Linked DNA regions of Mus musculus: regions 2, 3, 4 and 5 are each linked to region 1. A link is a contact called in public promoter capture Hi-C data. All regions are on one chromosome and are shown on one strand. The core of a region is the stretch at or near the end of the contact, and the rest is flanking DNA. Distances in the headings are between cores, read along the strand shown. Region 1 holds the start of Wdr89 (WD repeat domain 89). Region 2 holds the start of Hspa2 (heat shock protein 2). Region 3 holds the start of Zbtb1 (zinc finger and BTB domain containing 1). Region 4 holds the start of Akap5 (A kinase (PRKA) anchor protein 5). Region 5 overlaps Tex21 (testis expressed gene 21).

Region 1 (4,646 bases), core at 936-3,435:
AACTAATACATTTGAGCTTGAGTCCAGACTAAAGTACAATGAGACTGTGAGGTTTTCTTCTTTTCTCCACTTGATTGTCTTTTGTTTTAGAGAGACCACTGAAAATGTAGAAATGTAGGGTTTCTGTTTTGTTTGTTCTTTTAGCATAAGAGTGGGAAAGAAAAAAAAAAAAAACCATAACAACAAAAAGCTAACCCCAGCACTCGGGAGGCAGAGGCAGGTGGATTTCTGAGTTCAAGGCCACCCTGGTCTACAAAGTGAGTTCCAGGACAGCCAGGGCTATACAGAGATACCCTGTCTCAAAAAACAAAACAAAAAAACAACAAAAAGCAATGTCTTAAGCTGGATGTGAGACACTGGCCTTTAACCCCAACATGCAGGAGGCAGAGGCAGGTGGATCTGTGAGTTCAAAGCTAGCCTAAATTCTAGGTCAGCCAAAGCTACATAGGTTGAAGCCCTGCCTCAAAAACAACAAGAAAGATACACACATACACACACACAAAACACACAATGTTTTCAGTTCTATTTATAATAAATAGAAGGTGCAGTTCGGTTGATGTGAAAGCCTATAATTCCAGCACTTGAGAGAACACCAAGTTCTCTAAGTTTAAGGCTAGCCTAGTTTACAAAGTGAGCTCTAGGACCACCAGAACCTCACAGAAACCCTGACTCCAAAACCCCAAACCAACCAACCAACCCAAACCAACCAACCCTGAAAGTTGCAGAAAACAGTCAAGATTTTAAACAAAGGTGGACACGAAAGAAACCTCAACAGTCACAGGGGCTGACTTACTTTTGCCCTGTTCTATAAAATCTAAGGTAAAAAGACGAGCTAGACACTTCTCACTTCTGCTCTCTAGATAGTACTGTCCTGACCCCAAGATAGGCGGGTAAGTAGTCAACACAGAGGTATCTCACACTTACATTGTTAACTAGGCTGCATGATTTTGTGGTCTTTAAACAAGAAGCAGAAACAGGTATGGTTGATACCAATAACATAGACTATAAGTCCACATCTTCACTGAATTATCACAACACTGAGAAGCAATTTGGCACGGACCATGCACTTTTTAACAACCTGATGATTGCAAAGCAAAGTTAGGAAGTAGACCTTTAGACTGATGCCTTCCTACCAGTTCATCTTACTTGGATAATAACCAATTAACTGGTTTCCTGGTACACTGTTTAGGATTTTAAAATAATTTCTTTTTTCTTTCCTTTTCTTTTTTTGTTTTTTCAAGACAGGGTTTCTCTGTGTAGCCCTGGCTGTTCTGGAACTCACTCTGTAGACCAGGCTGGCCTCGAACTCAGAAATCCGCCTGCCTCTGCCTCCCAAGTGCTGGGATCAAAGGCGTGTGCCACCACTGCCCGGCTTTAAAACAATTTCAAGTTAGGAAAGAAAACAGGAGCGTTTTACTAGTTGTACTATCTTTAATTTTACATTTGTGGAAGCTGAATTCCCTCAATTTAAGTTGTCAGAGTTAGCCTAAATGAGACATTTCACAAAAATAAGATGCTGCCAGCACTGCCTCTTGGGTGGTTTTCGTTGTGAATTAGGTTTGTGTGTGTGTGTGTGTGTGTGCATGACAAAGTTTTCCCAAGAAGCACTGGTTAGCTGGAAACTCAAAGAGATCCTCTTGCCTCTACCTCCCTCCCAGTCAGTACTGGGATCCCCGGTGTGCTTCACCACACCCGACCAGCACCTAGCTCGGTGGACAGCTGTGTGGCCTAGATGACACCACACACGTAAGGAACTTAGCCTAGTAGCCTGCATCACAGCACATACTGTACGACTTGGCTCCGCGTACCAAATGAAAAAATCTGCTTTTTGATGTGGAAAAAGGCCGGAGCCAGGAGGTGGGTGTGGGATGAGTGAGAGGAAGGGCAGGCAAGAGCGAGCAGGGACCTACCCACCCTTCCTCGAAACTGAAGCAGAGACCTTCGGGTGGCATGGACCCCACATCCTGGCATACAGAGACCCACGCGGTCCCTGCGCATGCACGTGCTCCCTCTCACACCACCCGCTCCCCTTCTGCGCTCCCCGCCCAGGGCTCTCCACGCGCGTGCCACCCAGTGGCCGCCGGTCGAGAGAGCTGCCCGCCCTGCCCAGCAGAAAGTACCTCCGCAGCAAACCCCACACTGGAGCTGGAGAAAACGCACGCTCTGCCCACGGCCGGCTGGAACTCCGCCCTCCGGCTCTGATTGGGTAAAAATATAGAGGAAGCTGAAGCGGATTGGTCCATAGCACAGAGGCCGGACCATAACCAGCGGGCTCTTCTGAAGCGGGAGCCGCGCGCCTTTGCTTGCTACCTTCCGATTGGACGAGGGCAGAAGGTCTGCGCATGCGTAACTCGGTCTACGGACCACGCCATACAACACCTCCCTCTAGGTCAGGTTAACGGAAGTCCCTGGGACCCAGCTTCCTGGACGTGTGGCCAATAAAAGGCAAGATCGTCACCGATTCCGCCTTTTCATGCGGATGTGGCTTTGCAGTTTCTTCCAGCACTTCTTCCGCTTCCTCGGACTCGGGTGTAAAGTTATTTCGCGGACCAGAGGAGTGGGGCTGAGGCAGGATTTCGTGGATCTGAAATAACCACACGTGATCACAAAGCCTAGCTATACAGGCGGGTTTGAACGAGCAGTATCCGGCCTTCACTCCAGCATGGCTATGACTCAAGGTTGACAGGAGCGCAATTACAAAATCTGGAGGTAGTTTTGCCTCGGCCCCAGGTAACTCTGGGAATTGAAGTCCATAATGGTCAGGTCCTGTCTCATCTGTCCTATTTTGATGTTGCTTTTAAACTTTAGTTTGATACAGGGCTGATGTTCCAACTGTAGTGGAGACATGACATCTGGCCCTACCAATAGGGGAATGAGCTCTGTCCTTGAACACCAAGAAGCCCTGAATCTAGTTTAGGTGGACTCTACCCTCTTTTCATTATAGATGAATACCTGTGGTATAACAACCATGAGACCGCGTTTTCCAGTGTAAACAATTCAGAAAATACGTACTTGGTTAAGCGATAATGCAAACAAGCCAGATTGTCCCTGGAAATACATTCGGCTGGGACTCGTGAAATTAACGTGCTGTGTATACCCACAGGAATCTGAATAAGGGGAACTAACTAGGGGATATATCTTGGTGCTGTTAAAAGGTATCCTTCCCCTGGAAATCCCCCCAAGGTGAGTTTAGGTTGGTCCCATTTACAGCTAGTAGAGTTGGAGATAGAGATTATTGTTTGATTAGTTGCAGTTTCTAATTAATATCGGTCTTGGTGTCATGGCATAGCCAGGAGTCCTGACCTACAGTGGGTTAAGAATGGTTAGGGAACTGACATACTCTTTTCATATCCTGAACACTGAGATGCTGGCTTCCACTGCCTTCTGGACCTTTATCTATGAAGTTACTAAAGGGAATTCCTGGGGGAAATTGGAGTTGGGAGCTTGCCATCCTAGGGGGCTTGTAACCTGACCCCCCGGGGTTTTGGTCTTTGCCATGCCCTGATCTTTATATCACAGGTAGTGATGGTTCTTATTTTAGGACTATGAAGGGATCCGTGTAACCCGGAGAGGACTCAGTTTTGCTATCCAACCAAGAACAATGGCTTTCGGGGAAGGGGCATCAACTGCAGCCATAGTGCTGGACCCAGGGATGCGCTTCTCCCCAGGAGCAAGTGAGCCATGCCCCAGTAGTCTCTGGTTGTAGCACTTTACAGAAATCTACCTGGAAGGTAGTTTGGGTTTCAGTGGATAGATTGGTTAAGAGCTCCCTGGTTCTGGTTTTTTACATTTTTATACCCAGTGCCCTGACGTATGGGGACTTGGGAGCCTTTCCAAAAGGAGAGAAAAAGACAAAATAGGACAACTATGATTCTAGGGCCCTTGTCAGTCTTTAGGGGTTTGGAGGACCTAGTGACAACTCATTTGTCATTATTTTCTGTAGCCTCCTTCAGCTGGATATGGTGCATTCATGGGGTGACCTTCATTGCTGTTCCAGTCCAGATCCTCTTTACCCATATGAGGTCACCAGGCTGGAACTTGCAGGCAGGCTCAGACAGGAGACAAAGATACAGCCTCTCCAATGATCTGATGAGTCTTGCAGGGCCTGTAAGGACTTGAGAAGGCAATGGTTAGTAATTTCTGACTGGTGCATCTGGCCCTCGGGAGGGCAAAATGTAGAAAGCTGGCCCAATTTTTTGCCATTATTAAAGCCGTATTTTAAGAGTTTTGTTTTTATTCTTTTTATCCTGTCCTGAGCTTTGTGGCCTGTCTAATTAGTGTGTAACGCTTTTCCCAGATTTGGGAATATTTTGACTATGAGGGCCAGACCGTGTCAGACCCCAGAATATGGGCAATCCAAGCCTATGGACCAACTCCTGGAGAAGCTTTTGTGGTAATTGATGCAGCCTCTGCTGGTTGGGGTAGAAATCTCCTCAACCCAAGAAGCTAGGATGTTCTTGTAGACCCAAAGGCAATAGGTTTTATTTCTATTTTATTTCAGTAAAGTTCAGTTCCCAGTCCTCTCTGAGGGTGTTCCTGGGCCTGGATCCCAGCCAGGGCTTCTCTTCCTCCTTTGGGCTTTGCCTGTGCTCAGATGACACACCTGGAAGTCTTTGACAAGACTCTAGGTGGCGCATGTAGTATCC
Region 2 (4,646 bases), core at 994-3,493, 730 kb after region 1:
AGGATGCTGAGAACTGAACCCAGGCCCTCTATAAGAGCAAGCTGCTAGCTTCTTAACTGCTGAGACATCTCTCCAGCCCGCTACCTTCCATATTTAAAGATTCATTTAAAAATATTATAATAATAACAATAATATAATAAAGGTGTTTTGTCTACATGGATGTGTACCATCTGCTTGCCTGAGGTTTATTTATTTTTTTACTTATGTATGTATGTATGTATGTGCGTGCCTTTATGAGTTTATGTGCACTTGAATACAAAAGCCCAAGGACGTCAGAGAGTGGTGACATTCCCTAGAACTGGAGTTAATGGTGGTTGTGAACCGCCATATGCATGTTGGGAACAGAACCCAGGACCCTGCAAGAGTAGTTAGTCCCCTTCCTAGCTGAGCCATCCCTTCAGCTCCATCCCCTCTCTTCCTCTTCGCTGAATTTCCCCAGAGCTGGGTATATAAGCACAGACTATCACATATGGTCTGATATTTTCTTTAATCCTTTCCTATTTCAAGTTTTTCTTCAGTTTCTTTCATGGAAAATAGAGAACTGCAGTTGCCAATGGCAAACGTGGTTTTGAAACTGTAAATTACATATAGGAATAGAAAGAATCTTTAAAACTTTCCCGATTAAGTTTTGTAGAACTCTGAGCTGGAGAGATGGCTCCGAGGGTAAGCACACTTACTGCTTCACCAAAGGACCTGGGTTCAGTTCCCAGCATCTGTGTCAGGTGGCTCAGGACCAAATGTCACTCTAGCTCTAGGGTCTCTAATTCTGGCCTCTGCACCACATTGCATACACACACACAGATAATTTTTTTTTTAATCAAAAGCTCTTTTAAAGTTTTTTATTGAATTCTGTCAACATTACCTTTTAGACAACGAAAACTTTCATGTTTCTCATACTGTCTTCTCCATCACTGTCTCACACGACTTACTGGCCAGTTTCAGAGGGGTGCTTCTTTCCTGGAGCTTCGAAGACAAAAACAAACAAACTAACAAACACCCCAAAGCACAAAAAGTTGCTTAACATATCCAGATTCTAATCTTCAATTCTGAACTCTTCTGCCCTCCTCGTCGCCCACATTCCACCACCTCAACCTCGATAAAGAATGCTTTTCTTACTCTCCTTTGCAGGAGTTAGGCATGTCACCTCCTCAGGGATGCTTTGATGTTTTCCCCTCAGGCTCTGTGTGCCCCTCCCTGCCCTCTGTTGTCACCGGACTGGCTTACCCCCTTATCACACGACTTAGGCCCGTTTCCCTTGTTCTTTTCATCTCATATTGGGCACCTGTCAAAGTTTTACAGCGACGACTGTCCTCAGCTTCCCATCCGTAAGGCGAGGCGGTCGTTCTACATTACAGGTCTCCGTTTTCCTGTAGGGAGTCCTTTTACAGGAGCCAGCTTCTGCCCACCCCCTTGTTCCAGAGAATACTTTCCAAAATTATTCTCAGATTCCGGCTAAACAAGTGCCAAAGACTCTTTTTCATCTACTTCCTCTCACAAGTCTGTGCTGCCAACCTATTCTTCTCATTCAACCGAACTCCGCGCAAAAGGACTAATTCCTTAACAAGATCACGCGTGCGGGGACGGGAGTCAGAGGGGTGACACTGGCTTATTACGCAGTGCCACCAAGAAGTCAAAACCGCCCATTAGGGCGCCTGAAAGAAAATAAACTAGGAAAGCCGAGGGAGAAAGTTGGGCGGAGGCGGCTCGCGAGCCGTAGCCGCTCGCGCTGCGCGGGAAGCCACCCGCCTCCCGGGTAAGCACCCCGCATCCTTCCCCGGTCGCGCACTTTCTGAGACGCGCTGGGAAGGGGGAGGGGTACTGACTCGTACCCGCCCAACTTCGCAGTCCCCGCCCTGGAACCGCCCCTCACCCAGCCCCAGTCCCCGCTACAGGAACAGCAGGGGCAGGGAAGGCGAGAACCGATCCCAGCCGTTCTGTATTCGATGCAACCGCCCTAGAAGGAATTCGGGCCCCGGGAGCCGAGTCAGTGGCGGCACCCGACACCGAACGGTACAGAAACCCTTTCGGAGGCCAGCGCCCCTTCCGTGCTGCCTCCGCGCGCCCCGCCCCGCGCCTCCCTGCCACACGCTTCGGATTCTGCGCTGCTCATTGGGCATCTGCCCCGCCAATCTGAAAGATGTTAGCGAATCACGCTTTAGAAAAGGCAAAGAGAACGGGAAAGGGGGCTTTCACACTGGCTCCCCTGGCGCGAGCTTAACGCCCCCAAAGCGGCTGGAGGCACTGGGCGGGGCTTCATTTGCATAACGGCCGCCCCTTGGTCTCCCTGCCCAAGGCTGGCGTCAAGCGCCTCACCCAACTAGATATCAGTTGGACCACCGGCTGGTCACTCCGACCAGGCAAGCCTGTGGGAGCGCCGGACGGGTTGGAGCGGGCGGGCCCGGGGACCGATTGGCTCTGAGAGTTTCCAGCAGGCAGGGAGGAGGGGACTATAAGAACCAGAAGCCCCGTAGAGGTCTCCGGGAGACGCTAGTCGCGCTCGTGGAGAGTTGTGAGAAGCGACCGTTGGCTCAGGTCCCGGCTTGCGCTTGCCTCTCCTGACGCTTTCGTCCTAACGTTGCTTTGCCTGTTTTTTCAGTCAGGATGTCTGCCCGCGGCCCGGCTATCGGCATCGACCTGGGCACCACTTACTCGTGCGTGGGGGTATTCCAACATGGCAAGGTGGAGATCATCGCCAACGACCAGGGTAACCGCACCACCCCCAGCTACGTGGCCTTCACTGACACCGAGCGTCTCATCGGCGACGCCGCCAAGAACCAAGTGGCCATGAACCCCACAAACACCATCTTCGACGCCAAGCGGCTGATCGGACGGAAGTTCGAGGACGCCACAGTGCAGTCCGATATGAAGCACTGGCCGTTCCGAGTGGTGAGCGAAGGTGGGAAGCCCAAAGTGCAGGTGGAATATAAAGGGGAGATGAAGACCTTCTTCCCTGAGGAGATTTCTTCCATGGTCCTCACTAAGATGAAGGAGATCGCCGAAGCCTACCTGGGGGGCAAGGTGCAGAGCGCAGTCATCACTGTTCCTGCCTATTTCAACGACTCGCAGCGCCAGGCCACCAAGGATGCGGGCACCATCACCGGCCTCAACGTGTTGCGCATCATCAATGAGCCCACAGCAGCGGCCATCGCCTACGGCCTGGATAAGAAGGGCTGTGCGGGCGGCGAGAAGAACGTGCTCATCTTTGACCTGGGCGGGGGCACCTTCGATGTGTCCATCCTGACCATCGAGGATGGCATCTTTGAGGTGAAGTCCACGGCCGGCGATACCCACCTGGGTGGCGAAGACTTCGACAACCGTATGGTCAGCCACCTGGCGGAGGAGTTCAAGCGCAAACACAAGAAGGACATTGGGCCCAACAAGCGCGCTGTGCGCCGGCTGCGCACCGCCTGCGAGCGCGCTAAGCGCACCCTGAGCTCGTCCACGCAGGCCAGCATAGAGATCGACTCGCTCTACGAGGGCGTGGATTTCTACACGTCCATCACCCGCGCCCGCTTCGAGGAGCTCAACGCCGATCTCTTCCGAGGGACCCTGGAGCCGGTGGAAAAGGCGCTGCGCGATGCCAAGCTAGACAAGGGCCAGATCCAGGAGATAGTGCTGGTGGGCGGCTCAACCCGCATCCCTAAGATCCAGAAGCTCCTGCAAGATTTCTTCAACGGCAAGGAGCTGAACAAGAGCATTAATCCCGACGAGGCGGTGGCCTACGGCGCCGCTGTGCAGGCGGCTATCCTCATCGGCGACAAGTCGGAAAATGTGCAGGATCTGCTGTTACTCGACGTGACTCCATTGTCGCTCGGCATCGAAACAGCTGGCGGTGTCATGACCCCACTCATCAAGAGAAACACCACGATCCCCACCAAGCAGACGCAGACCTTCACTACCTACTCAGACAACCAGAGCAGCGTGCTGGTGCAAGTGTACGAGGGCGAACGGGCCATGACCAAGGACAATAACCTCTTGGGCAAGTTCGACCTGACTGGGATCCCCCCAGCACCCCGTGGGGTCCCCCAGATCGAGGTCACCTTTGACATCGATGCCAACGGCATCCTTAACGTCACTGCTGCCGACAAGAGCACCGGTAAAGAAAATAAAATCACCATAACCAACGACAAGGGTCGGCTGAGCAAAGACGACATTGACCGGATGGTGCAGGAGGCGGAGCGGTACAAATCGGAAGATGAAGCAAATCGCGATCGCGTGGCAGCCAAAAATGCGGTGGAGTCCTATACCTACAACATCAAGCAGACCGTGGAAGACGAGAAACTGAGGGGCAAGATTAGCGAGCAGGACAAAAACAAGATCCTCGACAAGTGTCAGGAGGTGATCAACTGGCTTGACCGAAACCAGATGGCAGAGAAAGATGAGTACGAACACAAGCAGAAAGAGCTTGAGAGAGTGTGCAACCCCATCATCAGCAAACTTTACCAAGGCGGTCCAGGCGGCGGCGGCTCCTCTGGAGGGCCCACCATCGAGGAAGTGGACTAGGCTTGCGCTGGAGTCCGCGTAAACCTCTTTTCCTTTCTTTTCTTTTTTCTTTTTTTTTTTTTTTCCTTTTCTCCCTTTTGTTTTGGTTTCTTTTAAATGTCCTTGTGCCAAGTAAGATCTATTATTGGAAGTCTTTAGCCTGG
Region 3 (4,646 bases), core at 1,368-3,867, 700 kb after region 1:
ACCCCCTTCCTGGGGAGCAAGATGTAATGCGAAAGAGCACTGACTAGGCTTGGAAGATAAGTGATTGAGACTCACATTCCTTTGCCAACTACTCTTGTCACCACAGTCAGGTATACCTCTCTGGCTCACTCACTTCTGCCGACTTAAAACATATTTATAACAAGACAATACTACCCTTTTAGGGAATTCAGTTATTAAAACTGCCGGCAAAGGTTAGCACACAAAACTAAACCTGACTGGAAACTCCTTACAGCTTATTATAGTACTGGGCATGACAGTCTAGTGTGTGGTGGGGTAGGTGGGGGTCTTCTTGCTGACCACCCAGGATGTCTCATTGCTCCCTAACTGAATCCCAGCCATCTTGACTATTTCACACCTACTCATCCCACCCCCAAGTCAGGCAGTGGCTATGTACCTATATCTAGGTTGCTTCAAGAATGATGCCTAAACCTAAGGCCGAGACACGTGGCCAGACCAGGGGGCATACACTCTTAGTTCCTGCGAGTGAGAGCCCGACCTAAGATCCATTGCTACTTCTACACTAGCCTGGGCTATCAACTTGAGAAGTCCTGTAAACCTGATGTAATTTTAATCACTTCTGGAGTATACACTGTCCAAAGCAGGATAAACTGGCACTGCAGTCCTGAGGCTAATTATGAAAGGTGCAGAAACTTTGATCGGGCAACACTCTGCTTCTTAGGCCGGGTGTTAGCTGTGAAATGAGGGATGGACTCGATATTTAAGGTCCTTTTCAGCTGAAAAACTCTGATTCTAAGATGTACTTCAATTCTGTCAATCGACAGCTCTGCAGCTTTTGAAGGACTTGCTGGAGTCCCTCGAGGAAGAAGGCCAACTTTAATCCCTTAGAGGGAGATGGGAGTTAATTTATAAAACACACAACACTAGCTGCTATCAGGTTCCAGGTACAGCGCAGTGCGTTACCTAAGCAACTGATAACGGCTTGATTCCTCCAAATGAGTGCTAGGGAGACGATGATATAAGATGGGGGCCAGAATTCAAAATGAAAAACCACTGGGCTAAGAGAAAAATTAATTATTAGGGTAGGGGGCTACTTGCCCTAGATGCTAGGTACTCACAAACTGGATGGGGGAGGGGAGAGTGAGGGCTGCGCAGCCCGATCTGGACACCCGCCCACTTGCTAGAGCCTGGAGGCCTGACGCGGCCGCCCAGGACCCGGCTGACACAGACGGATTGAGGCTTCTGCGCCCGCTCGGAGCCCGGCCCGCAGCGGGAATGGGCTCTAAGGCTGTGCGGCAATCGCGCGCGCCATCCCGCCCGCGTTAGGCCCCGGCGGCCCACGGCCAGGGGCGGCTCCGCGCGCCCAGCACTCGCTCGCCGTTGCTAATGTCCTCCTTGGGCCCTGACTGACATCTCCAACGGACCAAAAACAGCACCCCTCTCCCCGGCTACTTGCATCTGTCCCGCGACGGGTGCAGCTGCAGCCGCCGCCCGGGCGGCTCGCGGCGGGAGGGACTGAGCCCGGAGCAGCCCACAGGGGCAGGGCCGCGTTGCTTACCCAGACTCCGCCGCGGCGGCGGACTGGCGGGCGGGCTTCTCTGTGCGGGAGGGGCGGGCTCCCGCGCGGCGCACACCACGCGGCTGCGCCCGCTCACGCACCCGGCGGGCTGCTCTCGCGCGGCTTCCCGCGCCCGGCCCACGTGACCGGACTGCCGGGAAGCGAGCGGCACCCCGGCTAGTGTGCGTGCCTGCCTGCGTGCGTGCGTGCGTGCGCGCGCGCCTGCCTGCCCGCCCGAGTGGCCAAGGCGGGGGTCGGCCCCGCGCTCCGGGCGCGCCTCTGCCACGGTCCCCAGTCGTGACTGGAGGCGGAAGTGTGGGGACAAGTTCGAGCGTCACTGGCTCCCCACACGTCTTGGCGTGACCTGGGAACTTTCCCCGGCGTGTGCAAAAAAAAAAAAAAAAAAAAAACCCAAAAAACAAAAAAAAACCACGGGTGCCCCCTCGGCCCTGGGTGGGGACGGGCAAGGATGCACCGGCGTCTGGCGCGGGAGGGGGACGAGGGCGCGGGGCAGGCAGCCACATGCGGCGGGAGCCAGGGAGGGAGGCGGGCCGGGCGGGGCATGGCGGGGGAAGTGACTCAGGCCCGAGGCTGGCGGGCCCACGCGAAGAGGAGTCGGGGGGCACGGAGGACCCCGAGCGGACAGGCTTTAGGCTGGACGGGACGAGAGTGTCACCCCCCCCTCCAGGCGTCCAGGGTGGAGCGCGGGGGCGGGTCCAACTGCGGGGCCCTGCGGGACAGGGGTCTGACATCTGGGTAGAGGGCGATCGGCATCCAGCCCTGGGGGAGTCGGGAGGATCCCAGTGGCGTCCAGCTGTGCAAACAGGAGGAGGGCCAAGCCGACTCCGGGGAGAGGGGCGACAGTGCTGCTCCAGCCGCCGCCGCCCGGGCGCCCGCGCTGCGGGCAGTGCCAGCCTCCCCGGCCCGACGCAGAAACTTGTTGCAACCAACAGGCGACCGCGGGTGCCCCTAGCCGCCAGCGGCGGAGTGGGTGGGCGGGCGAGAGGGAGGGGAAGGCTGGCGGACGCCGCCGCGAACTGGTGGGCAGACCCGGAGTCGCCGCGTAAGCGGGGCCGGCTCAGTGCGGTGCGGCAGGCGCGGCTGTGCGGCAGCGGAAGTCCTTTGTTGCAGCGCAGTCCCTGGCAGAGCCCGGAGTGTCTCGGCGCAGCCCAGCCGAGCGCCGCGCGCCGTCAACTGCAGCCCGCAGCCCCTCGCCTCCGCCCGCCTTCCCAGCGGCTCCGCTGCCCTCAACTCCATAAAACCTCCGCAGCCGCGCGTCCCACCGCGCCCGGTGAGTAGCTGCCAGTCGTCGGGGCCATTTGCGCAACTTTGGCCGAAGCTGGGCCACGGGCCTGGCGGAGTGCGTGGCCGAGGCGGCGCCGACCGGTGCGGGGAGCCGGAGCGTGGAAAGCGCGCGGCGAGGAGCCGGTGGCGGGGGTCTGCCGAGCGGCTTCGCTCGGGGCCGGCCGTCAGTCCGGTGCGCGCGGCCTCTCCGGGTTCCGGACGAATCCCCTCTCCAGACGACTTCCCAAATTACTTCTTTTCCCTTTATTTTATTTTGTGCTGGGGGGGTGGGGGGAGGGGAGGTGGAGGCGGGAGGCCGCGCTTGATTGACGGGCCCAGAGCGCGCTTCGCTAACTTCCAGCTGCGGCTGGGCGGCCGGTGGGAGGGGAGCGTCCCGGAGCCGGAGGCCGCAGACTTGGGCGCGCTCCGAGGGAGGAGGCGGCTGGGCCGCGCGGATTCCTGCTTCGCTCTTTCCCACCCCCGCTCCTCAGCACACACGCTTTTTGTTCGGGTCCAAAGTGGTAGGTCTCGGGGGTTTGGGGGGTTTTCTGTGTACGAGATCCTCCCCCCCGCCCCCCGAGTCCCGAGAAGAAAGTGCTTTTTGCCTCCAGTGGTGGGCGCTTACAAGTAGAAGTTCTGGTGGAGGCGGTGAGCTAGTTGGGTGGCGATCTGGAGTCCTTGCTGCTGAAGCGTGCAGGCGTGGATCTGGGCTCAGCCGCCGCTCCCAGGCTCCCTTTCCACCTTAGCCACTCGTCCACGTGATCTGAGGGCTTGACAAGACATTTTCCAACTCGGACGGGTCTAGAACAGGTTAATGAAAGTCCTTGTTTTCTGGGGATAGGGTTTTGTATGTGTGTGATCATGTTCCCAAATCGAATGTCGCTGTGACGGTACATGTAGATTCTCCACTGGTCAGACTGTATTTCCGTACAGTATGAATCGCTGCGGCAACATTTTCCCCTTTGACACTGGAATCCACAAAGCGTTCCAAGCATTTCCCCCCGACCCCCACCCCGTTTTGAGACAAGGTCTGGCTAGGTAGCCCAGGATCGCTTGGATATAATTCTCCTGCCTCAGGAAATCCTAAATTTTGGGGTGATAGGCTTGTTCTGAGGCTTTCCAAGACCACTTAGAATTTCTTGAGCCGAAGTTTGAGGCACCCTGAAGTCGACTGGGGAAATCGATGTAGTTCTTATGACTGTTTTAAAGCAACCATGTTTTTTAAAAGGTATAAAATAGGTTCTCTGGAATTTTGTCACCTCAAATGGATATGATCTGGAGAAATGGAAAGAATGAAGGTACAAGAGGCTGAAGCCCAAATGATGGATGGATGGTCAGTTGCCTAGAACTGTAAAACTTCCCTTTTGAATCACTATCCCCTAAAGTCTCAGTAATACTGAGTGGCATTGGTAGCTGCATGGGGTTTCTTCCTCTTAAAGAAACAGACGGACCTAACGCAGCCGAGGTGCAGTGCAGTGCTTTTCCAAAGGTTAAGGCTTAGAAGTTCTGCGGTACAGTGCTGTGTTCCAGCCACTTGCACTCATTTTAACACCAGAATTTCTCCGTTGACAGCAAGTTTTATAGGGTGTGGTTGTGCACGTCTATAATCCCAGCACTTCAAGAGGTTGGATCAAGAGTTTGAGGCTAACCTGGACCTGGCATACATAGCGAGACCTTTTTTTCAAAAAACAAAACTCAGGGCTGGAGAGATAGTTCAGGGGTGAAGGGCACTTGCCTTTCCTTCAAGAAGAACTAAGTTTGACTCCCAGCACCCATCCCAAGCAGCTCACAACTACCTGTAACTTCATTTCCAGGGAGCTCTGGA
Region 4 (4,646 bases), core at 1,415-3,914, 660 kb after region 1:
TGTTCAAACATCTGGCCTCAAGTTCTAGCCATATCCTAAAGAAAAGCCAAAATGCAGATTCTTATTTATAGTAATATGCGTCCCCTCCCCCCGGCTCATTCTCTTTCCTGGGTGCATTGTGTATGGATGAGAGAAAGATGCCAGATAAGTTGTTGATCATATAAGTCTTATTTTCCCCTAGAGCATGAGATAATCCACCTCTTACCTTAGACTATAGTCAGCTCCCATTCTTCTAAGGCCAAAGCCGGTGCAGGCGAGCTGCACTTGAGTTTCTAAGATGCTCTTCACTGCTGCTCTTTCAGCCTGCATCTCTCATTGTCCGATGCTTTCTCTTCTTTTCAAGTGGGTCTTGCGATGTAGCGCAGCCTGGCTAGGGATGTATGGTCCTTCTGCTTTAGCTACTCAAGTCCTGGGATTGAGCTACTACACCTGGCTCCAAGTGGTTTCTACTAAGATAGCCAGGTTACCCCATCATAGCCAGGTTACCCCATCAATCATCTGCATGAGCTTCCTCTCCTAAAATGACCGCCAACTCCCAGGTCTGCTGGATTTGGAAAAGCTTAAGAGTTTCTTCCCGCTCGTCTCAAGTTCAAAACTACCAAAAACGGTTAACATATAACCGGCTTGCGGGTATAAAGTCATTTCACACATCTGTGCTTGCTGGATGAACAAAGCTAACTCATTTGGATTTTTTTTTGAGATGGGATCTCATGTAGTCCAGGCTGGCCTTAGATTCCCTGTGTAGCCAAGGATGGCTTTGAAAAGTCTCATCCTGCTGTCTCTACCTCCTAAGTACTGAGATCACAGGCTTGTTTCACCCTGTCCAAACCGCACACTGGCAAGTGTGTGTGTGTGTGTGTGTGTGTGCGCACTCGCGTGCACGCAGAGGGCTTACAGGGGCCAGAAGAGGATCCCCTGGAGTTAAAGGCAGTTATAGAGAACTGAAATGTGCGCTGGGAATTGAACTCTGATTCTCTGCAAATCAAGAACTCTCTTTTTAAAATTATTTTTCTTTTATGTACATTGGTGTTTTGCCTGCATGTGTGAGGGAGTCATATTCCATGGAAAAAAGTCAGAGACAGTTATGAGCTGCCATGTGGGTGCTGGGAGTTGAATCTGGGTCCTCCCGGTCTGTTTTGTGCCTTAAGAGTTTATTCCTTATCAGGTCTGGTTGGAGTAAATCTAGACTAGAGAGTCTGAGGAAGGTAAAATATATTCCTTGAAAAACCATCCCCAAGTGGACATCTGATATTGACCTCTCAAAGGTCATGGTCCACTTAAGAAAGGGGACAGGGTCTTGTTCTTCCGCGTCCCTGGGGCTTTCGAGCTCTGTGCTAGGAGGAGCCCTGGAGGAGGCTGAGGCCTGCTGGAGTACCACATCCATGCTGACAGGTGAGCACAGAACATGGCCCATGTGACATCTCATATCAGAACCGCGGCTGGATTACTGTTTCCTTTAGGACATCCCTTGGGGTCTGCTTACCTTGTTCCTCTCAAGTGGGGACGGAGATGAGGGTGCTCACTATTCCAGCCCCATTTGGAGCAAAGGGTATTTGCCTGGTGTGCACAGAGCCTGAGGTTTGGACATGGTGAAACAAGCCTGTCAGAGTGTGTGTGTGACTTACAGGGTCTCAGCTTGAAAACATCCCAAAGCCACAGGCCCTGAGCTGGGGAGGCCACACCTTTGTGTGCACAGAGCCATATTTGTGCTGGTTCCCACCTGAGCTGACACCTTCCTGTTCCAGAGTGAGGACTGTACCAGTACCAGGTTGAGGTTCTGTTTAGTGAGTTTATTTCTGTTTCTCACCATATATATATAATTTTCTCCATAGCCAGGTGCAGCTTCTGAGGTGGAGGTGGGTGAATCTCAGTGAGTTCAATACCAGGCTGGTTCACAATGAGTTTCAGGTCGGTCGTACAGAGCTACACAAATAAAATGTCTGCCAGTGGATGGTGGCACAGGCCTTTAATCCCAGTACTCTGGAGGCAGAGACAGGTGGATCCCTGTGAGTTTAAGGCCAGCCTGGTCTACAGAGTGAGTCCCAGGACAAGCAAGGCTACACAGACAAACCCTGTCTCGACAAAATAAATAAAATAAAATCCTCCCCCGGCCCCTTATTGTCTCTGTACTGTTATGAATCTTGCTTTTTAATTTTGTTTTTGCAAAAGATCCAGCTAGGGCTGGTTACAGGTGGTTGTGAGCCGCCTAATGTGGGTGTATGGGGATCGATCTTAAACCCCCTGGAAGAGAAATACGTGCTGTTCACCGCTGAGCCATCTTTCCCATCAATCTTTATCTGTAGATATGCTTTCTACCTTGTCTTTAATGTTCCAGGGGGGATTCACGGTGGGAGCCTTATAAATTCAAACAAGGTTTTTACGGATGTGCGTCTCAGGAAATGAGGGGTTTCTACCCTCTTGCAGTCCTCCTGCTTTGCTTTAGTGGTCCCTCCACCCTGGTCCTGATGTCTTTATGCAGCGGTGATGCGTCCGGGGCGGGAGCACGGAGGTCTCTCCCAGGCCGCTGGGCAGTCGGCTGGCAGGTGGCTGGCTGAGTTCACCCCGCCCCCGGCCCTAGCCCCGCCCCACTGCTCCACGCGCATTGGCGCGACCAGCTGTCTCTCTCCGCGCTGGGGAGGGGGCGCGCGGCTGCGGTCCCTCTGCAGAGGGCTGCGCGCTCCGCGGTCTCCGGGGCTCTCCGTTGTTTGGGCCCGTGCTCCTCGACCTCGGGAGCAGAGCTGGCCAGAGACCGCGACGATCTGGGTAAGTAGAGGCAAGACTAGAGGCTCTGGGTCAGAATCTGGTGCACTGAGCCCTGGTAACGGCGGCAGACCCCGGGTCCTGGTCACCAGATTGTGAGGGACACGACTGCAAGGTCGCCGATCCTCAGACGGCTCCAGGTGGGTGACCCTGGGCTGTTCTGCCGCCCGCTCGCTTCGCACGAGTTGCAGCTGCTGCTTTGGCACCGGCTGCCTACCTAACCCTTTTCCTTTAGGGGTTTTCTGGGGAACTGTGATTTTCGGCTCCGGGCTATGATAGTTCTGCAGATAGCTTGAAGCTGGGCTATCTATTCCACGCCCCCGGTATTTTCCTTTCTGAGCACTTTATCCTGAGCTCTGTCTCCTGCCATAGGGGCGTCAAGCTTGGAGAATCCTTCCTCCAGGAGGAAGCTTCGCGGTTCGTGTCTAGTGCTGGGAAGGGTTCCTTGCTCTGTTCAGATAGTGGTTGCTCTCTGTTGCTCAAGGGGAGAAGGGTGGTGGTTGTTTTCTGTGGTCTTGGACAGGAGATTCTGCCAGGAAAGGACAGCAGGGACTTTAAGGTTTCCAAGACAATAATGGTCCTCTCGAAGGTAAAGGTGAATCATTTGCAGTCTTAACACTCTGCAAAGTTTTAATGCCTGCAGGCTGCATCCTTTCCCTGCCTCGCCTACACTTGTTGGGGTGTTGATCTCTACAGTGATGTACATTAAAAGAAACCTCTCGTGCAACCATCTAGGCCATTTAGGTTAGTTTCAGAGACTTTCCGGAATATAATCTCATTTGAATATTTCTTCTATTAATACACACACTTAGAAGGAATGATCTCTAGAGCGCTGGAGGCTCAGGGAAAGAAGACGTGGAAGCCATTAAGACTGGGTTCTAGTTCTAGTGCTAGGGTGTGTGAGGAGAGACTGCAAATGTTATACTGGTCCCATCATTCTAGAATTTTATGTTTCTTTGTAGAAAGATGAAGCTTTCAATACTTACCCTTAAAAAAACAAAAGAAAAGCCTTAGCTCTTAAAACGGTTTTTCAGGGTTCCAGTTCTACAGAGAATTGGGAACTGGTACCCAAGTGAAAGCTCTGTGAAGAATATGCATGAAAGGCTCCCCTGCGCCTAACTCAGGGCTCAGCACCTAAAATGCACGGAGCTGTTGTTAGCTAGTCATTCCAGGTCCTCATTCCTTAAGCCTTGCCATTCTGTGGACTATTACTTTTTTTGGTGGCACTGGGGCTCAAACCCAGAATCTTGTGGCACGTTAGGCCAATGTTCTGTCACTAAGCTATGTGTCAGTTTAGTTTTACATGTTTTTCTGAGACAGGGTCTCACGTAGCTGGTGCTGTCTTCAACTCTACTATGTAGCTCTGTGGATGGCCTTGATTGAGACTCCTGCCTCCACCTCCCACTTGCTGGAATTACAGTCACGCGTGGTCACAAGCAGCCTCAGATTAGCATTTTAAAGCAATTTACTTTCTCTTGGACCTCGAGGCGCAGTGAAAGAACGCAGTTCAGAAACAGGCAGTCTTGGGTTAAATCTGAGCGCTGTTGCCACCGACAAGCTTTGTAGTCTCAGGCAGGCAGACTGCTTAACTGCAGATGGAGATATCACCACCTCCTCACTCTGCAACACTGCGGTGCAGGTTAGAGATGTATGTGAAAGTGCTCAGCGCTGCTGCCTCGTACACGGGAGTCGCGCAACCGACGTTGGCTGGAACCGTCACTAACTTACCTCCAGCTGTGTGCAGTTACAGTGGGGAAACATGAGTAGCAGGCACTTCACTGAAGATGTCAAAGTTACACAACGACTTTTAAGAGTAGAGAATGACAGCGATGCTAGATTTTTTTTTTTTCTGAGAGTATGTATGGAAAGTAGCGCCTCCTTGGTGA
Region 5 (4,646 bases), core at 642-3,141, 530 kb after region 1:
ATTAAGAGTAAAAGCAGAGGCTGAAGAGATGGTACAGCAAGTTAAAATGCTGAAGGCCAGCTCAGACACTACAGGAGCTGAGTGTGGAGTCAGCGATATGCTGATGACAATGGGTGTGACCCTGCCCCTAACACACACACACACACACACACACACACACACACACACACCCCTGCTGATAGTAGCAAGGAATCTATGGGGTCAGCACTAGTAATGCTAATGGGAGCAAAACTTAATTATCTGAGGCCAGGATTCTCAGAAACTCTGAACACTTTTAACTCTTTGGGGGATGGCAAGAAAAAAAAAGAAAGGAAGAAAGAATTCACACACTTATACACACAAAGTTAGTGGATGAAGCAAAAGAGGCTTCAACAAGCAAGCTTCAACAACTCCACACATAGCAGACAGACAGACTGACAGACACATACTCACACATTGGGTGGGTAGAGCAAAGCTCTAACCATTTTACAAACATACATACATACATACATACATACATACATACATACATACATACAGTTGGATAGAGCAAAGCTCTAACAAGCAAGCTCTAAAGTTTTTTTTTTTCCCCTTTAGTCCTTTTATATTCTCTAAGACAAAGTTCTCCACGAAGAATTACCTCATTCAGAAACAAAATTGTTACATAAGAGGAAGTTACAGCACGATTCTTGGTTACATAAGACTTATTTATTTTATGTGAGCACCCTGTAGCTGTCTTCAGACACACACCAGAAGAGGGCATTGGATCCCATTACAGATGGTTGTGAGCCACCATGTGGTTGCTGGGAATTAAACTGATTACATGTTTTTCCATTAAAACTGCTAACTAAACATTTTTTAATCTTTTATTCTACGAGTTCATTGTAAGTCCAGGGCAGTACTTTTATCTATTTTTTTTTATTCCATAAACTCATTAAAAGCAATAGTTTTAGCTATCTTCTACTTTACAAATTCATTGTAAGTTCAAAGCAATAGTTCTAAAAGTCATTAAATTAACAAAGTTTTTACCAATAAACAGGCCATCTATCTTATGTCTTATTTTTTAACTCTAGCTAATTATCCATTTTATGTTGTTACACTCATATTAGAATTACCCACTCCTTACTTTACTTACCATGGTGTGCACTGAGACTTATGGCCTCGTCCCTGGGGGAGTACAGCAAGGACAAACAGGAGAAGGCACAGCAGGAGCAAGAAGCAGTCATGGGACAAGGTACACCCATCCCAGCCATGCCAAATGGTGGGTCATCTCCAGGAAGCTCACTTGCCCACTGGAGCTCTTCCTGCATGGTGTCTGCCATTAAGAGAATGCACTGCTCTTTCAGAGAGCCCACGTTTGGTCCCTAGCACCCACACAGTAGCTCACAACGTTACCTATCACTCCAGTCCCAAGGGATCCAATACTCTCTTCTGATTTCCTTTGGCATTGCATGCACCTCATGCAAATGCATACACGCAGGCACCCACATATACACATAGAGTAAATAAATGACTTAAGATAAACACACGCACAGCTGGTGAGGTAGAGGTACACGGATCTCTGTGAGTTAGAGGCCAGTTGGTCTACATAGCCAATTCCCAGGCCATCCTAGGCTACATACTAGATGGCTCAGAGGTTGTGAGCACTGGCTGCTCCTGCAGAAGACAAGGGTTCAGTTCCCAGCACCCACATAGCAGTTCCCAGCTGCTTGTAAGTCCAGGTCCAGGGGACTCAACACTTTCTGGCCTCCACAGGCACCAGGCACACAACACGGAACACTCACAAATATATAGACACTCACATATACACGTAAAATAAAAATAAGAATTTTTTAAAAGTAATAAGCTGCGCATGGTGGCACAGCCTGTAATGCCAGCCCTTGGAAGGAAAACAATCTCTGTGAGTTTAAAGCCAGCTTGCAGAGCTGAGTACACGTACAGCTTAGGGGAACCTTGCACACGGAGCACATGCAGAGTTGTAGCCAGCACTGCAAGGTTCTGGAAAACTTCCCAGCATTTAGAGTCAGACCCCAGTCTGGCTGATCTGAGAGAAAATGCGAAGCCGCCAGGAGCCAAGACAGGGAAATCACCTGCCTGCTGCGACAGAGACCAACAGGCACGCAACTCTGCCCCGCCCAACACCCCGCCCGGGCAGCGCCCTGACACCACCCCCACACCCTGATTGGCTGGAATCCAGGCACGTTTTGTTGCCAGGTCTTCGATGGACACAAGAGCAGTCCGCCTGCGCAGGCTCAAGTCGGGTAAAACTGGCTTTGCCGCACTGTTGGGATCTTCAGGACCTCAAGTTTTGTAGCAACCCGAAAGCAAATTCTGAGCAGGAAGGTGGCCTTAGCCTAGATGGCCATTTGAGTTTTCTGACCCGCAGGCAAGGACATTGGGTAGGGTCCCTCCATGTGGAAGGGAACACTTAGAGTTGAAGGCCAGCGGACAGTGAAGGAGGAGAATTTTGGGAAACCCCTGGCTGTAAAACCTAACGACTCCTACGATGACCGCCAAAGAACAGAAGCAGAATACAATGTCTCAGGGCTGTGCCTTCTAGCTCAGGTGCTTCTGGTACCACAAGATCCTGTAATTACAGAAAGTGTTTTGTCAGAGTAATTGAAGCTGCCCACAACCCCATCATTAGAACTCAGAGATCCAAGTCACATTTATTATCTTGAGATAATGTTAAGATTCTAAGCAGCTCCAGCCTTGAAGCAAGCTGTTCGTTCAGCAATGATCCAGAGCTTTTTGTACCTCTGTCTCCCTCTGCTGTTTGATTCGGGACACTGCAGTCCTCTGTGATTCTTTTATTCGCGAGGAAGGGCTGACTGTGGAAAGACCTAAGGCTTCTGTGCTTTGGAGCCAGCTTTCTGTCTTTTGTTTGGGTTGTAGCTGGCAGCATGTGTACTGATCTCAGGCAGCCTGCAGCGCAAGCAGTCAGGAGACCTGGTCTGGCTGTCCTGTGTCCTGTGTAGACAAGGAGGATGTGGGGAAGCGAACACAGAAAGGCTCCTTTGGGCATAGATACCCACATCAGCTCACTGTCTCTGCAAAACAAAACAAAACAAAACAAAACAAAACAAAACAAAACAAAACAAAACAAAAACAAAAAACAAAAAAACTACCGTACAGGCAGTTGCACTCCAGGGTCCCCTGTCCATCTCTAGGCTGAGTGAATCCGACCCTGGCGCTGCCCAAGTCCCAGCTCTGGGCTGGGGTGCTGCCCCTGGCTGTAGCTGTCTGCCTGGGGCTTGAGGACGGAGCCTCTCTGGAGCTCTCTGTAGTCGCCTCATACAGAGTCAACAATCCACACACTGCTGCAGCCTTAGATGGATGCCCCAGCCATTTATTCGGGGGTGGGGGTCGGGGCAATGGACTTTTCTCTCAGGTTAGTCAGTAAATGCTGCATAAGACGATATGCAGTGAGCTTTCATAATTACACTAAAGAAAGATATAGGCTTGGGACAACTTTGTGTTCAAGGAAACCTTCAGTTCCAAGGATGAAGCCACAGGTGTGCACACGATAAGGCAAGCCCATGTAAAACCTGTTGTTGGAACTTAGAATGAGCTTAGAGAAGGAAACACTGCTTTGAACTTGTTCTTCATACCTTTCTGAAACTCCCTTTTTATGGAACATTTTATCTATAAAGTAATTCTTTCTTACATAGAGAACTTTTTGTCTAAAACGCTATAAAAAGGCTGATAGCAATAAAGAAAGGTGGTGTAGCTGTTTTCCACTTCACCCAAAGTGTGTGTGTGTGTGTGTGTGTGTGTGTGTGTGTGTTCTCTGTGTGAGTGACTTCTTTCCCTTTTCTCTTTTCTTTCCTTTCCTTTCCTTTCCTTTCCTTTCCTTTCCTTTCCTTTCCTTTCCTTTTTTCTTTTTTCTTTTCTTTTCTTTCTGGTTCAAAAAGTGTTAACGAGCTCTGAGCCTCTCAGAGGCTTCTAGCTGACTTGCCCGAGAAAGGAGCAGCAGCAAGAAATCCTTTTTGTAATTTCCCGGTGTTTATTTAAGCATTAAGAGTCAAGTTTGTTTGTTTGTTTGTTTTGGGGTTTTTTTTTTGGTTTTGTTTTTTGGTTTTTTGGTTTGTTTGTTTTTTTGTTTTTGTTTTTGTTTTTGTTTTTTTAGTGCTTGTGGAAGGCACAGAATAATAACAAAGAGTTAAGATTCCCCCAGAGTTTATTTAAGCACAAAGTGTTAAGTTTCCCCAGTGCTTCTTTAAGCACAGAGAGTTGAAGAGAAAAGAAGCCAGCAGTTTTCAGCCACAGAATAAGTACGAGAGTGTTAAGTTTCCAGAAGCCGTCAGCTTCCAGCCCCCAGCAGTCAGGGAGAATGACAAGGCTGGAGGCCGTCAGTCTTTGGGCTTCTATCAACTCTTCCACCTCAGCTCCAAACTCCAAAGGCCAGGCCGGGCCCAGGCACCAAAGAGGGTCGTTTATCCAATAAACCACTCATTCAAGACACGGGCTATCGACTACAATTATAAATAGTACAGCTAATTATATGTTTATGGTGCATATCCTGCTTGAATGCAGTCAGTAAAAGCAATTAGATAAGTGTCATATATCTCAAGTGACAATACAGACTAAGCCAGAAATAATAGAAAGATCATCCCAAAGTGGAGTAAACTCCAAGCACAGGAGAGAAGAGATTTTTTAGTTGAAAT

What was found. Promoter capture Hi-C pulls out the DNA fragments that hold promoters and counts their contacts.
Region 2: a contact with region 1 is called in a promoter capture Hi-C map of pre-B cells, with 2.4 times the contacts expected there. The contact joins the promoter of Hspa2 here to the promoter of Wdr89 in region 1. A contact is called at or near these places in 2 of 39 promoter capture datasets (liver and pre-B cells), 2 of 484 Hi-C or Micro-C datasets (CD4 T cells and regulatory T cells) and 1 of 115 datasets of contacts at active chromatin or transcription factors (memory CD8 T cells).
Region 3: a promoter capture Hi-C map of pre-B cells shows a contact between it and region 1, with 2.4 times the contacts expected there. The contact joins the promoter of Zbtb1 here to the promoter of Wdr89 in region 1. A contact is called at or near these places in 3 of 39 promoter capture datasets (the C10 cell line, liver and pre-B cells), 3 of 484 Hi-C or Micro-C datasets (CD4 T cells, LSK cells and embryonic stem cells) and 4 of 115 datasets of contacts at active chromatin or transcription factors (bone marrow-derived macrophages, effector CD8 T cells, memory CD8 T cells and 1 more).
Region 4: a promoter capture Hi-C map of pre-B cells shows a contact between it and region 1, with 2.3 times the contacts expected there. The contact joins the promoter of Akap5 here to the promoter of Wdr89 in region 1. A contact is called at or near these places in 3 of 39 promoter capture datasets (hippocampal neurons, liver and pre-B cells) and 1 of 115 datasets of contacts at active chromatin or transcription factors (extraembryonic endoderm stem cells).
Region 5: a promoter capture Hi-C map of embryonic stem cells shows a contact between it and region 1, with 2.4 times the contacts expected there. The contact joins the enhancer-like site here to the promoter of Wdr89 in region 1. A contact is called at or near these places in 6 of 39 promoter capture datasets (the 3T3-L1 cell line, 3T3-L1-derived adipocytes, embryonic stem cells and 2 more), 3 of 484 Hi-C or Micro-C datasets (LSK cells, cerebral cortex and cortical neurons), 5 of 115 datasets of contacts at active chromatin or transcription factors (embryonic stem cells, kidney, memory CD8 T cells and 1 more) and 1 of 9 other capture datasets (liver).

The regions. Positions count from the first base shown.
Region 1 is chr12:75,667,352-75,671,997 of GRCm38.p6, forward strand. Wdr89 (WD repeat domain 89) reads right to left here and starts at 2,186. Exons shown (of 2, transcript NM_028203.1): 1 at 2,121-2,186. Gm34717 (a long non-coding RNA gene) reads left to right here and starts at 2,374. Exons shown (of 3, transcript XR_381697.2): 1 at 2,374-2,730.
Region 2 is chr12:76,401,933-76,406,578 of GRCm38.p6, forward strand. Hspa2 (heat shock protein 2) reads left to right here and starts at 2,244. Exons shown (of 2, transcript NM_001002012.1): 1 at 2,244-2,357; 2 at 2,597-4,646. The coding sequence starts at 2,602. The coding sequence ends at 4,503. 4930426I24Rik (RIKEN cDNA 4930426I24 gene) reads right to left here and starts at 2,062. Exons shown (of 4, transcript NR_166810.1): 1 at 1,225-2,062; 2 at 863-963.
Region 3 is chr12:76,367,903-76,372,548 of GRCm38.p6, forward strand. It overlaps Zbtb1 (zinc finger and BTB domain containing 1), which reads left to right and starts at 2,618. Exons shown (of 2, transcript NM_178744.3): 1 at 2,618-2,828. It overlaps Zbtb25 (zinc finger and BTB domain containing 25), which reads right to left and starts at 1,658. Exons shown (of 3, transcript NM_028356.2): 1 at 1,538-1,658.
Region 4 is chr12:76,322,227-76,326,872 of GRCm38.p6, forward strand. It overlaps Akap5 (A kinase (PRKA) anchor protein 5), which reads left to right and starts at 2,665. Exons shown (of 2, transcript NM_001101471.1): 1 at 2,665-2,763. It overlaps Gm40443 (a long non-coding RNA gene), which reads right to left and starts at 938. Exons shown (of 3, transcript XR_001780628.2): 1 at 206-938.
Region 5 is chr12:76,194,055-76,198,700 of GRCm38.p6, forward strand. It overlaps Tex21 (testis expressed gene 21), which reads right to left. Exons shown (of 10, transcript NM_019784.5): 10 at 4,633-4,646. Among named protein-coding and RNA genes, the nearest start is that of Esr2, 19 kb to the left of the region's middle. Within about 2 kb of position 1,892, at least 232 of the 459 cell types and tissues checked have an H3K27ac peak or open chromatin away from gene starts, as enhancers often do. A contact at or near this core is called in cerebral cortex, embryonic stem cells, hippocampal neurons and 2 more, where this site is marked.